Regions from separate parts of the Macaca mulatta genome. Here region 2 is linked to region 1. The links are chromatin contacts, called in public Hi-C maps. All regions are on one chromosome and are shown on one strand. Each heading gives the region's core, a stretch centred on a gene start, on an enhancer-like site or on the middle of the called end of the contact. The rest is flanking DNA. Distances are from core to core; before and after follow the strand shown. Region 1 holds the start of SDK2 (sidekick cell adhesion molecule 2). Region 2 holds the start of LOC144335915.

The links. A called contact is a pair of places that touch in the nucleus more often than the background predicts.
Region 2: a Hi-C map of fetal cortex germinal zone shows a contact between it and region 1, with 4 times the contacts expected there. The contact joins the promoter of LOC144335915 here to the promoter of SDK2 in region 1. A contact is called at or near these places in 4 of 14 Hi-C or Micro-C datasets (cortical neurons, fetal cortex germinal zone, fetal cortical plate and 1 more).

Annotation. Positions count from the first base shown.
Region 1 is chr16:83,304,269-83,308,091 of T2T-MMU8v2.0, forward strand. SDK2 (sidekick cell adhesion molecule 2) reads right to left here and starts at 2,039. Exons shown (of 44, transcript XM_015120233.3): 1 at 821-2,039. The coding sequence starts at 884.
Region 2 is chr16:83,606,601-83,610,423 of T2T-MMU8v2.0, forward strand. It overlaps LOC144335915, which reads right to left and starts at 1,635. Exons shown (of 4, transcript XR_013407179.1): 1 at 1,045-1,635.

The DNA of each region.
Region 1 (3,823 bases), core at 789-3,288:
GCCACTAGCCCTTCTCCACCGCGAGGCTGCTCCCGGCAGCCACAGGTCACAGCAGCGAGTGGCTGCACAGACGATCGAGCGAACAGCGGAGGCTGAAGGCAGGGGCGGGGATGCGGGGTGCGGGTGGACGGGTGGGAGGGGAGGCCTCAGACCCTCCCTGTGCACCACCCCACGGTGAGTCCGCGGCTGCACCCGCGACCTCGGCTCCAGGCTGGCGCAGCGAAGCACTCCCAGCCCCAGCGGCCGGCCGGGCAGCCGGGGCGGGCTCCCGTACGTGGCCAAGCTGGGCAATTGCTCTTTCGGGGCGAGCAATCCGGCACCCAGCGCCCGATCGCACTCCTTCCCAGCGCCCGCCCACGCCACTCCCTCGCCCCGGGGAGGCCATCGCCTGCCCGGCAGGGGCCCTGCCCTTCCCCGCAGACACCGAGCAGGCCACCAGGAGCTCGGTCTGGGAAGCTCAGTGTAGCCGAGCCTGGAGCCCGGCACGGAATGTCGCTCCCCTCCCAAGCTGGCGCAGGGCAGCCACAGCAGACGGGGGGAGGGGAGCGCCCCTCCCACCTCACCTTGGGCTCTTCTCTGCTTCCCCAGGTCTTCCCCACCTTCCCCCACTCGGAAGCCACAAGTCTCGGAGAGACTGCCCCACCCCCAAAAGAGCCCCCAAAACTCGGGAGATGGGGTGTCTTGAAACTCCCTGGAGAGGCGCTACCACGGCTAAGCCGGGTGTCCTGGAGGCCACCGTGAGGCCGGCGAGCTCCCGCCGCCCCTCCCCCGCCCACTCTCCCAGCCCCCTCCCCGTCCCCACGTGGGGGTCCCTCCTTACCTTGGGCTCTGGCCGCGCGGATCTGATGCAGAGTCAGCAGCGTCCAGATCAAAAACCCCCACATGGTGACCAGCCTGGAGGGGGGTCCTCGGGGTCTCCCTTCCCTCCGCCCTGTTTTATAATCCTGGTGGGGTCCGGTACCCCGTGACTTCGTCCCGGGAGACAGTCAGTCTACGCGGCTCTGTGCCCCCGGCGTAATATGCCCGAGAGGGGCAGCGCTGGCCACCCCAACCCTTCCTCCTCTTCTGTACTAGTCCGAGTCCGGCAGCGCGCCCGGAAGGCGAGGGGCGAGCAGGGAGAAAGAGGCCAAGCCGCCCTCTCGGACTAGGGCGCCTCTCTGCCTTAGCACCTCAACTCCGACTTCTCCCAAGCAGGGCGGCCTCTGCGATCCGGCCGGATCGCCGGCTGAGCTCAGGAATAAATGGACAACTTCAGGAAACTTCCTCCGGTGGCCACGTTGCCCGCCCCCCGCCCCCTCCCCGCCCCCTGGTTGGGTTCTCCCGGCCGACACAGTCACCGCCGTTCCAGGCGCCTGGCCCCCAGGACCCGGCCAGAGCCCAGCGCAGCGGCAGACGCGGGTGCGGGGGTTCTTTTAGGGGCGCCGGTTTCGGGGGGCGCGGTGAGCATAGCGGTCCGAATCTCCCTGGAGCTGAAGTTTTCTTCTCTCTAACTTTGCAGGCAGCATCTGGCGGGGCCGAGCCACCCCCCTCTGGGCTCCACCGCCCTCGCGCCGAATCCGGAGACTCCGGGTCTCCTCCGGGGGCGTCGGGGCCGGGCGCGCCCTCGGCTCAGCGCCCAGCCGGCTAGCAAACTTTGCGGGTCCCGGAGCCGGGCGCGCAGCCCTGAGCGCTCATGTCCGCGCCAGCCGCGGGGCGCCGGGGGCGGGTGCTGGGCTCCGCGACGCGGGCTGTCGCCGGCTCCCGGGCGCGGAGCCTCCTGCTGGCCCCAGGATGGAGACCGGCGGCTCTGCCCTCCGCCGCGCCCCGGCCGGAGCTCTCGGGGAGACGCACCGAGAGCCCGGCGGGCAGCCCCGGCTCCGGGGACGCGGCGCCCCCTCGGACGCCCGGCGATAGCCGACCTCCCGGGCCGGAGGAGCAGCGGCCGCGCCAGCGCCTCGGCCGCCGCTGCCGCTCGCCGAGCCCGCCGCCCTCCGCTTCCCGGGCTCGGCGTCCAGAGAGCCGCTCCTGCCTGCGCCGAGCGGGAGCTGCGGGGGCAGCGTGAGCCGGGGACGAGCGCGGCGGAGGCGGAGACGCGGAGAGGGGGGCCGAGCGCTACCCCGTGGCCGCGACTGGAGAGCAGCCTGCGCGCCGGGAGGGGCGGCGGCGGCGGCGGCGGCCCCGAGCCAGGCCCGGGAGCGAGCCCCGCAGAAATATAATCCAACTGCGCGGCCGCGGGCGCCCAGCGGCTCTGGGACCCGCCGGGGGGCAGCAGTGCCAACCTCCTGCCTTGCCGGGAGAGATGCGCGCGAGCCCCTCCGCTCTCTGCCCAGCCTTTCCTTCCGGCCTCGCTCGCACCCCTCTCTCAAAGGCCTCACAGGACTCCCAGAGTCTCCTATAGCCAGGAGCCCCCAGCCCGCTTCCGGACATGGAGTGATTGGTTGGGGGGCGGCGGTTGATTCCAGTTTCTCCTTCCCAAGTCAGGCTCTCCAAGGTCTGGAAATGCTCAGGGCGGAGAGGGAGACGTCGGGAGGCCTGGGACCTGCAGAAGCCTGAGAAAGTGAAGTTGGTGCCAAGGAGCGTTGTTTCTTCTTTTTCCCTTCGGAGCCCGGCTTGTAAAGAGTAGAAGAACGGGACATTGGTGGAGGAATTCAAACAAGAGAGCCCGGAGGCGTCCTCTGCTGTGGCCCAGAGCTAGCGCGTACTCCAAGAAGCTCAGTTGGGGCTCACCGGCTTCCGTTAAAATTTCCTGGGCGCTAGGAAAATTTAAGGTGCCTTCGCCTTGGTGGAGTCCTTTCCCTGCTAACAAAATTATTAAAAATAATATTTTGCAACTGCGTTGGCATAAAGAAAAGTATATTAATATTGTATATTAAAACATGTTCTTCAACCTAAAGCTTTACTTATTTTTTCTGATTTTAAAAGAAATGAAAACATTTTCATGGGCCCCCAAAAGGCTATGGTCCCTGGCACTGGGCCTGCGGTGCTTAACGGAGAGGTCGACCCTGCGTGTCTGATCTTACAGGAAATAGCTAGTGAGACACTCCACCTTTTGCCACGGTGCTTCTCTGTACTCTCTCTCTGTGGTCCTGCTTAGTCTGGCCCTCCACCGCTGCCTAGCCTTTCTGCTCATTGACGTCTAGGACTGTCACTCACTGATTGCCAACTCTTTCCCGGGCTCACTCCCACCCCAAGGACACCTCTTCTGATTGCTGTGGAATAGGCATAGCCACCGCAAATACACTGTTACTTATACTCCTTTCACCTGCTTTGGAAGAAGAACCATGAGCATTTATTAAAAATGTCTGAGAAACTAGCTTGCCTTCCCTACAGCCTTTCAATCACCTAATTCAAACAACATTTCCCCCTGGCAACCTGCTCCATCCCCAGCTGAAGCCCCTCTGGCTGACTGATTTGTAAATGGGAGGGCTTCGGGGGCAGGCAGCCTAGATGTGACCAGCTCTCCTTCCCCTTGGTGGCCATGCCACTCCCACCTGCTTAATGATGCCCAGATGTGACAGTACACAGCCCCTACATGCTCTGAATGTCCCCAGCTGCGAGCTCAGGCTCTTCCCAGTCTGTCAGGAAGAGCTCTGGTCTTTAGGGTGCTGTTACACCGTTCGCTCACAGAGGGGGCCTGAGAGCCGTATTTGCGGGGAACCTCTCCTTCTCTCTCTTAGGCCAGATAGCAGAAAGGGCCGCATCTCTGTTTACATCACAGAGGGTAGGAGTTTGTGTGGACACAAAAGTCTGAAACCTGGGTGGATTCCACCCTGATCATGCCCAATTTCCAGAAGGCCAGCAGCCAGGAATGTGAGCTCCACGTGCCTAGGGCCTCGAACAGCAT
Region 2 (3,823 bases), core at 385-2,884, 300 kb after region 1:
TCCAGAGCCAGGAATGGGCTGCTCTGCTGATGCAAAGAGGCAGATTTCTAGCAGAATCAGCCTGATCCTGATGCTCACAGGCTGGCATGTTGGGTCCAAGGCAGCAAAGCTACTTTTCTGTATGAGTTTCCCACTGTAAAGGGTTGAACAATGACCTCCATAAAGGTGTGTCCAAGTCCCAAATCCCTGGAATCTGTAAAGGGGGCTTTATTGACCTTATTTGGGGAAAGGGCTTTTGCACAGGTAATTAAAGATCTTGAGATGAAGGATGGGTGCAATGGCTCAGGCGTGTAATCCCAACACGTTGGGAGGCCAAGGCGGGTGGATTACTTGAGTCTACAAGTCCAAGACCAGCCTGGGAAACATGGTGAAACCCCATCTCGACAAAGAATACAACAACAAGCTGTGATGGTGTGTGCCTGTGCTCCCAGCTACTTGGGAGGCTGAAGTGGGAGGATCACTTGAACCAGGGAGGCAGAGGCTGCAGTGAGCTGAGATCACACCACTGCACTCCAGCCTGGGCAACAGAGCCAGACCCTGTCTCCAGGGAAAAAAAAAAAAAAAGAAATCTTGAGACAAGATCATCATTAACTCAGGGTAGCCCCTAAATCCACAGAAGGGTGTTCTTATACCAGACAGAAAAGGAACAGACACAGAGACATGGAGGAGAAAGCCACAAAAGGACAGAGGCAGGGACTGGAGGGATGCGAGTCTGGGAGCCCCAAGGACTGTGCAGCCTCCAAGCTGGGAGAGAGCCTTGGAAGGGATCCTTAGAACGCAACTCTGCTGACAACTTGAATTTCGACTCTGGCCTCCCGAATTGTGGAGAAATACATTTCTGTTGTTTTAAGCCACCAGTTTGTGGTAGTTTTTAAAAGCAGTCCCAGGAAACTCACACATCCCCTTTCCTACTTCCTCCGCGCCAGCTTCCAAACCTCTCCCCCAGGAGAGGATCAGAGAATTACGCCCAGCCCTCCAGCAGTGAGCTGCTCCCCCACTCCATTCATCTCCCCGTTCCTCACATTCATCCCCCACCGAACCCACCGACAAAATGCTGAATCGGTGGGTGAGATCCCCATAGCAACGGCTCCGATGCCAGAACCCAGGATTACGACACCGGATCAGCCAGAGACGCGCTGGAGGGGCCCAGAAGGGGCTGCTGCGAAAACGCCGGGCAGAGGGGCGGCAGCGAGCGGGAAATCCCCCGCGGCTTACGGGAGCGGCTCTTCAGGAGACAGCGCTGGACGAATCGGGCGGGGTGGAGGGGGGAATCATCTGCAAGCGCCAACGCAAAACCGCCGCAAGACGTGGCCAGGCCGGGAGGCTCCTGCGTCCGGCCCGCTCTATGGCCCTTGCGCGGGGACAAAGACGAGGCCATCGCCCTCGCGTGTTCCCAAAGACACCTACATCAGGAGGCCGCTCCCTCCGCCGCTTGGGAGGGTCCCACTCGCCCTGGCCCCTGAGGACGTCCCCTCGGGGATGTGCCTGACGGGGCGCTCCTCGCCCTCTGACCTCCAGCCTCCAGCCTCCAGCCTCCTTGCTCTGCCCGCGTGGATGCAGCCCCCGGTTCAGACACTAGCGGGTGCGCGGGACCGCCCAGGGCGGGCAGCGGGGACACGGCCCTCCCTCCCCTCTAGTCCCCCAAAGCCCCCGGACGCCGGACGCCGCTGCCGCGCCCCCTGCTGGCTCCCTCCGGCAGGCTCCCGCGTCCCGCTGGGGCTCCTCTCCCGCAGCAGCAGCGCGGTCAGCGCTTCCCCGCCCCGCGACCTCCACAACTCCCCACCATTCCGGTTCCTGCTGCCGCTGCCCTCTCCACCCAGGCTCCTGTCACCCACCACGGGCGTTCACACCCTCCCGTCCATCGGCCTCCCCCGGCCCGACGGTCCTGGCTCAGGCAAATCTCAGCCTGCATTTCCCCAAGGAAGTCCCCCTCCATGCACACACCCTACACTCACGCACACATTTACACACACACGCCCTCACACACGCACAAATACAGACACCCCCACACTCACACGTACTCACACACACACCCTCACGCGCTCACACATTTATACACAGTCACACGAAGACACATTCATATACACTCTATTACACACATTCACACACACACCCCTCACACATTCTCACACATTTACAGCCTCACACACACATTCCCACATATTCCCACACGCCCATGCCTACACACTCACATTCACACACCCTAACACACACAGTCACAAACACAGAGACACACACACAGAATCACATAAACATACCCACACAGACACACACACAAACACACAGAATCACATATACACACAATCACGTATACAAACAGAGACACACACACAGAATCACATATACACACAGAGACACACAAACAGAATCACATATACACAGAGACACACAGAATCACATATACACACACAGAGACACATACACATACACACACAGAGACACACAGAATCACATATACACACACAGAGACACATACACATACACACACAGAGACACATACACATACACACACAGAGACACACAGAATCACACATACACAGAATCACATATACACACACAGACACACACAATCACATATACACACACAGAGACACACACAGAATCACATATACACACACAGAGACACACAGAATCACACATACACAGAATCACATATACACACACAGACACACACACAATCACATATATACACACACAGAGACAATCACATATACACACTCACATTTACATGACACAAAGACAAACTCACACAGGCACACGCACTCATTCACACAGACATTCACACAGACACACACACACAGAATCACATATACACACAGACACACACAATCACATATACACACACACAATCACATATACACACACACAATCACATATACACACACAGAGACACAGAATCACATATACACACACAGAGGCACACACAATCACATAAACACACACAGACACACAGAATCACATATACACACAATCACGTATACAGAGACACACAGAATCACATATACACACACACAGAGACACACAAACACACAGAATCACATATACACACAATCACGTATACAAACAGAGACACACACACAGAATCACATATACACACAGAGACACACAAACAGAATCACATATACACAGAGACACACAGAATCACATATACACACACAGAGACACATACACATACACACACAGAGACACATACACATACACACACAGAGACACACAGAATCACACATACACAGAATCACATATACACACACAGACACACACAATCACATATACACACACAGAGACACACACAGAATCACATATACACACACAGAGACACACAGAATCACACATACACAGAATCACATATACACACACAGACACACACACAATCACATATATACACACACAGAGACAATCACATATACACACTCACATTTACATGACACAAAGACAAACTCACACAGGCACACGCACTCATTCACACAGACATTCACACAGACACACACACACAGAATCACATATACACACAGACACACACAATCACATATACACACACACAATCACATATACACACACACAATCACATATACACACACAGAGACACAGAATCACATATACACACACAGAGGCACACACAATCACATAAACACACACAGACACACAGAATCACATATACACATACACACAGAGACACAGGCATACATTCTACACACACTGACACAGACTCATCCACACACAGACACCCCGACAGAGGATCACACCACATGCACACTCATTCACACACAACAGACACCAACACACACAGAAACTCATTCACAGACTCACACAGCACACACACAGA